2 separate regions of the Macaca mulatta genome follow, and region 2 is linked to region 1. A link is a contact called in public Hi-C data. All regions are on one chromosome and are shown on one strand. The core of a region is the stretch at or near the end of the contact, and the rest is flanking DNA. Distances in the headings are between cores, read along the strand shown.

What was found. Hi-C and Micro-C count contacts between places; a contact is called where the count stands out from the background.
Region 2: a Hi-C map of fetal cortical plate shows a contact between it and region 1, with 1.8 times the contacts expected there. The contact joins the enhancer-like site here to the promoter of GPR107 in region 1. A contact is called at or near these places in 4 of 14 Hi-C or Micro-C datasets (blood, fetal cortex germinal zone, fetal cortical plate and 1 more).

The regions. Positions count from the first base shown.
Region 1 is chr15:17,545,923-17,550,329 of T2T-MMU8v2.0, reverse strand. GPR107 (G protein-coupled receptor 107) reads left to right here and starts at 1,885. Exons shown (of 20, transcript XM_077967789.1): 1 at 1,885-2,051. The coding sequence starts at 1,911. LOC144335043 (a long non-coding RNA gene) reads left to right here. Exons shown (of 3, transcript XR_013405478.1): 2 at 688-876; 3 at 1,191-1,831.
Region 2 is chr15:17,720,017-17,724,423 of T2T-MMU8v2.0, reverse strand. It overlaps FNBP1 (formin binding protein 1), which reads right to left. Exons shown (of 17, transcript XR_013405453.1): 16 at 421-2,246; 17 at 1-283. Among named protein-coding and RNA genes, the nearest start is that of USP20, 55 kb to the left of the region's middle. Within about 2 kb of position 2,438, at least 3 of the 40 cell types and tissues checked have an H3K27ac peak or open chromatin away from gene starts, as enhancers often do. A contact at or near this core is called in fetal cortical plate, where this site is marked.

The sequences.
Region 1 (4,407 bases), core at 636-3,135:
GCTGGAGTGCAGTGGCGCAATCTCGGCTCACTGCAAGCTCCGCCTCCTGGGTTCACGCCATTCTCCTGCCTCAGCCTCCCGAGTAGCTGGGACTACAGGCGCCCGCCCCTGCGCCCGGCTAATTTTTTCTATTTTTAGTAGAGACGGGGTTTCACCATGGTCTCGATCTCCTGACCTTGTGATCCGCCCACCTCGGCCTCCCAAAGTGCTGGGATTACAGGCGTGAGCCACCACGCCCGGCCTAATTTTTGTATTTTTAGTAGAGACCAGGTTTCACCATGTTGCTCAGGCTGGTTCCAAAGAACTGATTTTCAAGTGATCCACCCACCTCAGCCTTCCAAAGTGCTGGGATTCAGGCGTGAATCACCCCACCAGGACTCATTTTGTTTTTAGTACAGTATTATATTCAAATTTAAAACCAGAGATTCTCAAAGATGACACTTAACTTTAAAAGATAAAAAATACTCCAAAGTAGGCTGGGTGCGGTGGCTTTATGCCTGTAATACCAGCACTTTGGGAGGCCAAGGCCGGAGGATCACTTGAGGTTGGGAGTTTGAGACCAGCCTGGCCAACATAGTGAAACCCTGTCTCTACTAAAAATACAAAAATTAGCCAAGCGTGGTGGTGCAGGTCTGTAATTCTAGTTACTCTGGAGGCTGAGGCAGGAGAATCACTTGAACCCGGAAGGTGGAGATTGCAGTGAGCTGAGATCGTGGCGTTGCACTCCAGCCTGGATGACAAGAGCTAGACTCCGTCTCAAAAAAAAGAAGTTCCCATAAGTTCTAAAAGCAAAGAAAGTTTCCATATAGAATTAAGAGAAAAATGTTAAGACCCAGACTCAGGGTTGGATGAAATAGCATGAGGCAACAGAACACAGTAGGCCGGGCGCGGTGGCTCAAGCCTGTAATCCCAGCACTTTGGGAGGCCGAGACGGGCGGATCACAAGGTCAGGAGATCGAGACCATCCTGGCTAACATGGTGAAACCCCGTCTCTACTAAAAATACAAAAAACTAGCCGGGCGAGGTGGCGGGCGCCTGTAGTCCCAGCTACTCCGGAGGCTGAGGCAGGAGAATGGCGTGAACCCGGGAGGCAGAGCTTGCAGTGAGCTGAGACCCGGCCACTGCACTCCAGCCTGGGCGACAGAGCGAGACTCCGTCTCAAAAAAAAAAAAAAAAAAAAAAGAACACAGGAGTTAAGAGCTTCCGCGTGATTCCCAGCTCAACCTGGAGCAAATGACTTATTTTTCAGAGCCTCAGTTTGCTTACCTGTAAAGTAGGAATAATAATACCTACCTCCTAGCTCATCAGATTGTTCCAAAAATTAAATACAACAAAAGGCCTAACGAATTTCCTCATAAGGGCTCAATAAATCGTATTATTGCAACCATTTCACCTGATACTTGAGTATGAAGCGCTTATTAAAAAAAACCACAGGACCCCTACGGCGAGCCAGGAATTTTTAAATATTTCGCTCCAAGTTAACGCTCAGTGAAATCAGTTCAGTCAGTGAAATCAGTTCAATCAGTGGCCAGACACCGTGCGGCTGACACACCCTATCCTCCGACCCTGAGGTCAGGGGTCCCGAGCCCAAGGTCGCTTCCAAGGCTCTGAGAGGCGGAGGTGAGGCCCGGGCTGGTCTGGTTCGGCCACCGTTGTTATGGCAACCGCCAAGCGGTTGGCTTCATCTCTTTGGGCTAAACTGAAAGTCTGCACGGGGGAGCCAATCGAAGGGCCCCGAGGTGGTCAGCATAGGCCCCTCGGCGACTTCCCAGGTTGCAATCTCCAGGAAAACCACCACAGGCTCAGCCGAGCTAGCCGCCGAGCTGCGCTCCCCGAGCCCTTCCGGCGGTTGCGCCCTTTAATCCCGGAAGTGGGCAGGAGAGGAAGCGGCTGGTGATGCTGGAACAAACATGGCCGCTCTGGCGCCCGTCGGCTCCTCCGCCTCCCGCCGTCCTAGGCTGGCCGCCGGCCTCCGGCTGCTCCCGATGCTGGCTTTGCTGCAGTTGCTGGCCGCGCCTGGCCTGGGCCGCGTCCATCACCTGGCACTCAAGGTAAAGCCTGGCAAGGCCGGGCCGGGGGGCGGAGGCCGAGGCCACTCCCCCGGGTTTTAGGGCAACTTTGGCCCATTGGGGACCTCTGAGCCACTGGACCATCTCTTTGTCCCTGGCCGCGGCCTTTCAAACTGACAGGTGGCAGGGTCTGTGGGGAAGGCGGGTCTGGGCGGCGCTGGGGTTCTGAGGCTGACCGGCAGGGGCGGGAAGACTCGAACTGAGGGAGGGGAAGGGGCTGAACTGTGGCGTAGCCCCCACGGACTCGGCAGGCTGCTCTAAAATCCCTGCTGGGTTGTCTGAATTCCTCACTCATGGAAGCCCGCTCGCCCTTCTCCTTTCTCCCCTCCAGCTTTTATGCTGGCTTTCCTTGTCCGCGGTCTCCGCTCTTCCGTGCCCTTGTACTGTACCGGCGGTTTGAAGGTATTTGGAACCTTAGCCTCAGTTTCCTATTTTGATTTAGGGCGCTCTCTGGAGCAAGACTCTTCGGAAGGAATTTCAAATCTTGCTTAAAACACGTGACTGAGAATTTAAAGCCAGCATTAAAATGTGTCTCTAATCAAAGGGCCTGCTTTTTCTTCCTCTATCCCGTCATTGTCTAGGGAAGAGAGATTTTTGATAAACCTAGAATGATCCCCTGGATCTTGCTTTATAACTAGCAGAGAAGAGACCTCTAAGGCTGAAACGCACCCTAAGGTGGTTCAGCAGGTTACTATATCTGGGAAATTGTCCAGGCGCCCTGGCTCATGCCTGTAATCCCAACATTGAGAGGCCTATGCAGGAGGATTATTTGAGCCCAGGAATTCGAGACCAGCCTGGTCAACATGGTAAGGACCCCCTCCCCAAACCTGTCTCTACAAAAAATTAAAAATTAACCAGATGTGGTGGCACACGCCTGCAGCTTCTGGGGAGGCTGAGGCAGGAGGATCACTTGAGCCTAGGAGATTGAGACTGCAGTGAGCCGTGATTACTCATTGCACTCCAGCCTGAGCCACAGAGCAAGACCCTCTCTCAAAATATATAGAGAAACAGAAAATTAGAGACATAGAAAAGTAAATTGTTACGACCCAAACTCTTGTACATTATTTTTATACCATACAGTCTTCTAAGAAGTGGAACTGTAGGCCGGACGCCATGGCTCACGCCGGTAATCCCAGCACTTTGGGAGGCTGAGGCGGGCAAATCACGAGGTCAGGAGATCGAGACCATCCTGGCTAACACGGTGAAACCCTGTCTTTACTAAAAAAAAAAAAAAAAAAAAAAATTAGCCGGGCTTGGTGGTGGGCGCCTGTAGTCCCAGCTACTCAGGAGGCTGAGGCAGGAGAATGGCGTGAACCCGGGAGGCGGCGCTTGCAATGAGCCTAGATCCTGCCACTGTACTCCAGCCTGGGCAACAGAATGAGACTCTGTCTCAAAAAAAAAAAAAAAAAAAGTGAAACTATAGAAAGTTTGTCTTGTAAAAACACATCGTTTTAGCAAACTATGAAGCATTATATTTTGTTAATGTAGAATTAAAGAATACAGAATGAAATTAAAAACCTGACATGACTGGGCGCGGGGGCTCAGGCCTGTAATTCCAGCACTTTGGGAGGCCGAGGTGGGCGGATCACCCGAGGTCAGGAGTTTGAGACCAGCCTGGTGAACATGGCGAAACCCGTCTCTACTAAAAATAGAAATATTAGACGGGTATGGTGGTACATGCCCGTAGTCCCAGTTGCTACTTGGGAGGCTGAGACAGGATAATTGCTTGAACCCAGGAGACTGAGATTGCAGTGAGCAGAGATTGTTGTGCCATTGCACTCCAGTCTGGGCGAAAGAACGAGACTCTGTCAAGAAAATAAATAAATAAAAGCCTGACGAGATCCATACAACCATGCTTTTTGGTAACAACTTTTGTTGTTTGTAAATAAAAATTATCCTGATTAAAATGGTTCAATCACAGGGGTGAGGGTGGGGTAAGTGAATTTTGGCTCTTTTTGAGAATCAATTGAGAGCTATAGAACCTGTCTCCAGAAAAGTACGTGTAGAAATGTAGACAAAACTAGGCCAGGCGCGGTGGCTCATGCCTGTAATCCCAGTACTTTCGGAGGCCGAGGTGGGTGGATCACTTGAGGTCATGAGTTCGAGACCAGCCTGGCCAACATTGTGAAACCACGTCTCTACTAAAAATACAAAAATTAGCTGGGCGTGGTGGCGGGTGCCTGTAATCCCAGCTACTTGGGGGGCTGAGGCAGGAGAATCGCTTGAACCCAGAGGAGGAAGTTGCAGTGAGCCGAGATTGCGTCCCAGTACTCCAGCCTGGGCGACAGAGGAAGACTCCATCTCAAAAAAAAAAATAAATAGGCCGGGCACGGTGGCT
Region 2 (4,407 bases), core at 1,189-3,688, 170 kb before region 1:
GAATCTATCCTGACCCATCATATGAAAGATGTGATGCACATGCAGATCCCATTTTAAAGAACCGTTTCACATCCTCGTGGAGTGGAGAGTGGTCCACTTGAGTTGGTGAGGTCAGAAGTTCCTGGAGATCCCTGTCGGCCCTGTTGGTGGGGGAGCCCTTGCGGAGCTGTGCAGGCTGCCGCACTCTCCATGCACCTGTTGGTTTGCAGGGACAGAGGCGCGGCCCTGACTCTTCTCACCCTGAGTCATCCCAGCTTGTCTTTTGTCTGTCAAGTTGGTCCTCCTGCATGTAATGGGTGCACCACGCTTAGGTCACGGGTTGCAGGGACCGGAAGCCCATGGCTCTGCCGCAGCCCTGAGCCTTCAGTGGGCGGTTTGCAGTCCCCCAGGGAAGAAACAGTCAGAGAGGCTCATGCTCACCCACTTTAAAAACCCGAAGCCACTTCCTCTTCACCTGCCTGGGCCTCCGTGCTTGTGGCTTCTCGTCCCGGAGGGCTGGCGGAGCTGCTCCGGAAGGGTGCTGTGTGGTCAACCCTGGTTGGCTGAGAGGAGCAATTTCCTGGTTTCCACGAGTAAAGACGGCCCCATCCCTTGGGACCTGTCCTTTCTGTCCCTGTCCCTTTGGCTTCTATAGGACTTCCTTGTCTCACATTCGTAAACAGCAAGAGAAACCGAGGATGCTTGAGGGGACCACCTAAGTTACAAAGCCAAGCAAATAAAGCCGCCTGACGCCATCCCTAGGCTTCGGTGGCGCTCTCAGTCACAGGAGCTCTCAGCCAATGGTTCCTCTTGACTGTTTCTGCACCAAATGAGAGGAGGGGCTGCTCTGCTCTAAGGTGTGGGGGGCCACAGATTAGGGGATCTCAAGTTTTCCTCAAAGACCCACACGGGGAAAGAAACTTAGCTCTAAAAGCAAACTCAACTAATTCCACATGACCTGAAGAGCAGGTGATAAATGGGGTGGTGGCGGCGGGATCCCTCAACGGACCACGAGAGGCACGGGGTCTTTGGTGATTAAAGTGCTAACCTTGGTGGGGTGCAGTAGCTCACGCCTGTAATCTCAGCACTTTGAGACGGGCGGATCACCTGAGGTCACGAGTTCAAGGCCAGCCTGACCAACACGGTGAAACCCCATCTCTACTAAAAATGCAAAAATTCGCCAGGTGTGGTGGTACACGCCTGTAATCACAGCTATCTGGGAGGCTGAGGCAGGAGAATTGCTGGAACCCAGGAGGCGGAGGTTGTAGTGAGCCAAGATCATGCCACTGCACAACAAAGCGAGACTCCGTCTCAAAAACAAAACAAAACAAAACAACAAGAAGTGCTAACCTCTTCAGATGCTAATCCTGGGGCTCCTGGAAAGGAGAGGATGTTCGCTTTCCAATGAGCCGGTGCAGAGGGGAGGGAGGGCCTCGCTCACAAGCACATGGTCTACAGTTCTCAGGGACAGGGAAGTGACGCAGAGGACAGGCGTGGGCTCCTCACAGCCGGTGGACACAGGTGAGCCAACAAGGCGAGCTGGAATTCGACCTCCAGCGTGGACCTTCCCAGGCCACTGAAAACAGGGCGCCAAACCAAAATGTGTGCGCACGCGTGTGTACTGGTGGGTGTGCCTGTGGGTGTGTGTGCACCTGCCCCCCGCCCACCAGATGCTCTCAGTTCGAGGGGATAGTGAAAGGGTCAATGTTTAGTATGAGGTGCAAGCCTAGAATCCAAAAAGGACCACTGAGGACCTCACAGACTCGGGAGAAGAGGAAGCGTTTTCTACAGCAGACAGCCGGGGACACAGGGATGACATCGAGTGCTCAGTCCGCCTGGTGTGCGCCGGACCTGCCTTGTCTCCTCAGGGGACCCGTGATGACATTTTCACTAAAGGCACTGTGTGAAGCGCGGAAGGGCCGCCAGGACGGGCCCGGGTGGACTGAGGGCCCAGGAAGGAGCAGGCGGGGGTGTGTGTCCCACCGTCTCAGTGGCCTGCGCGGGGTGGGTTGGGGGAGCGACGAGGACTGACCCGAGCCGTGGGGGTGGGCGCTGGCGAGGCTTGTCCCCCACGAGGTGGCCCGGGCTGGGCGGGAGGGCAGGGCCGCAGGGAACATGCTGTAGAGAGAGAGACCGCCCCGCAGGGATGGGGCTGCGGAGGGATGGGCCGTCCACAGGGCAGGGCACTGGAGGCCTGTGGGGACAAGCAGACGGAGGCTCCTCCAGGAAGGTTCACCTGAGGCTCGCAGGCACTCCCCTCTAGGAATCTACAACACAAAGAGAAACAGAAAGAGAAACTCGCCGTTAGAGAGGATGGCGCGGGTTCCAGGCGGGCATTTTGCTCTTGGCTACAAACTGCACCGCCCTGGGAGGGGAGGGTAGTGGGAGGGGAGGGAAGGGGTGGGAGGGGGCATCTCAGAGCAATTGGTTACCACAGGGCAGGTCTGAGATGAGGAACTTTCACGGTTTTCTCTCTAGCCTTTAGCTGGTCTTTCCTTCAGGGTTAAGAGAAGCCCAAACAGGAGACTGATGAGGCCATCCGCCCCAGCTCATCTTTCTTACAAGTTTAGAGAGAAAGTAAGAAACGGAGGCCAGGGCCGGGCGTGGTGGCTCACGCCTGTAATCCCAGCACTTTGGGAGGCTGAGGCAGGCAGATCACGAGGTCAGGAGTTCAAGGCCAGCCTGGCTAACGTGGTAAAACCCCGTCTCTACTAAAAATACAAAAATTAGCCGGATGTGGTGGTGGGCACCTGTAATCCCAGCTACTTGGGAGGCTGAGGCAGGAGAATCGCTTGAACCCAGGAGATGGAGGTTGCAGTGAGCCAAGATTGGGCCACTGTACTCCAGCCTGGATGACAGAGCAAGACTCCATCTCAAAAAAAAAAAAAAAACCAACCAAACAAACAAACAAAAAAAAACGGAGGCCGGTGCAGTGGCTCACACCTACAATCCCAGCACTTTGAGAGGCTGAAGAGGGAGGATCACATGAGCTCAGGAGTTCGAGACCAGCCTGGGCCACAACATAACCAGACCTCATCTCTACAAAAAAATTTGTTTAATTAACCGGCACGTTGGCACTGCCGTAGTCCCGGCTATTCGGGAAGGTGAGTTGGAAGGATGGCTTGAGCCCAGGGAGGTCGGGGCTGCAGTGAGCCAGGATCGCGCTGCTACACTTCAGCTTGGGCGACAGAGGGAGACCTCGACTCCAAAAAGAAGAGAAAAGAAATGCATCCGTTTCCTAGAATGGTACAAGGAACATGAAGGCCCGATTCTCTCAGAAGGAAACTCTTGGGTCTTTGGCAGCACAATGTAAAATCTTTGGTGAAAAGCAAAACCTGTCGTTCTGTATTCATTCAGCAATAAACCGTGAAAAGCTCGTCATCTCAAGGAGAGAGAAAAGAAACAAAAGAAACACAGACTTCTCAGGCCCTGAGTGCACAAAGGATCAGACGCGGGAGGTGCCGTCATTTAAAAAGGAGGAGGTGGGGGCGGGAGGCAGAATTTTTAAAAAAGCATTGGGCTAGAAAATTCCCTATTACTGGAGATGAAAGAGTTAAATATTCACATTACACAGAATAATTTTCTTGGAAACATGAAAAGTCACTTAAAATACACAATACTGAGAAAAAATATAACATTTATTAGAGAGGCGGATATGAGGGTACAACTAAAAGATGCCAGAGTCTTTTCTTTTAGAATGAGAATAGAAAGAGACAATCATGTTGCTGTATTCAAACAAAACTTACTCAGAACCCCAGAGTTTCTAATAAACTCCAGTGCGGAGCCGCAGCGGGGACCTAGCTCCCCGTGCGAGACGCTTCGCGGCTTTCCGGCAGTTATAAAAACAGAAAGGTCATTAGGCAGCAGGAGAACCCATAAAACAAACAGATAAAAGTACAACATTAAAACAACTCATTCAAGTACTGCTTTGAGTTTTTAAGTTGCAGTCTATACACATGTATTCTGTGGGGGGAGTTATGAAAATATTTAACAGAGAGCAATCGAAAAATCGAAAAACCATAAAAGAAAGTCACAATCCAATGGACCCACCGGAAGTTACTCTAAATAGTTTGGCAATTATTAAATAAGCACATCGTAGACACCACACACACACACACACACGGTGCACCGGCATTATAACAATAAAACAGCTGCACTGAATTATGGGCCTAAGAAAACAGTGGCTTTGCCCCATCAGATGGGTTTAAGGAGGGCAGTGTTTGTGGGCAAGTTGGACAGAGTTATAAACAGAGTAGGGCGGAAAGGCTTCTCTGTATGTATTCTTAATCTCTAAGTGTAACTTTCAAATAAAAGGAGAAAATTATATAAGTAGCTGAGATTTTGCTGTTTTTATTTTAACAGAGAACTGCTAGAAGATAATAAAGTATACTTTGGGTGGAAATGGAAATTCCTGGTTCTTTGGAATTT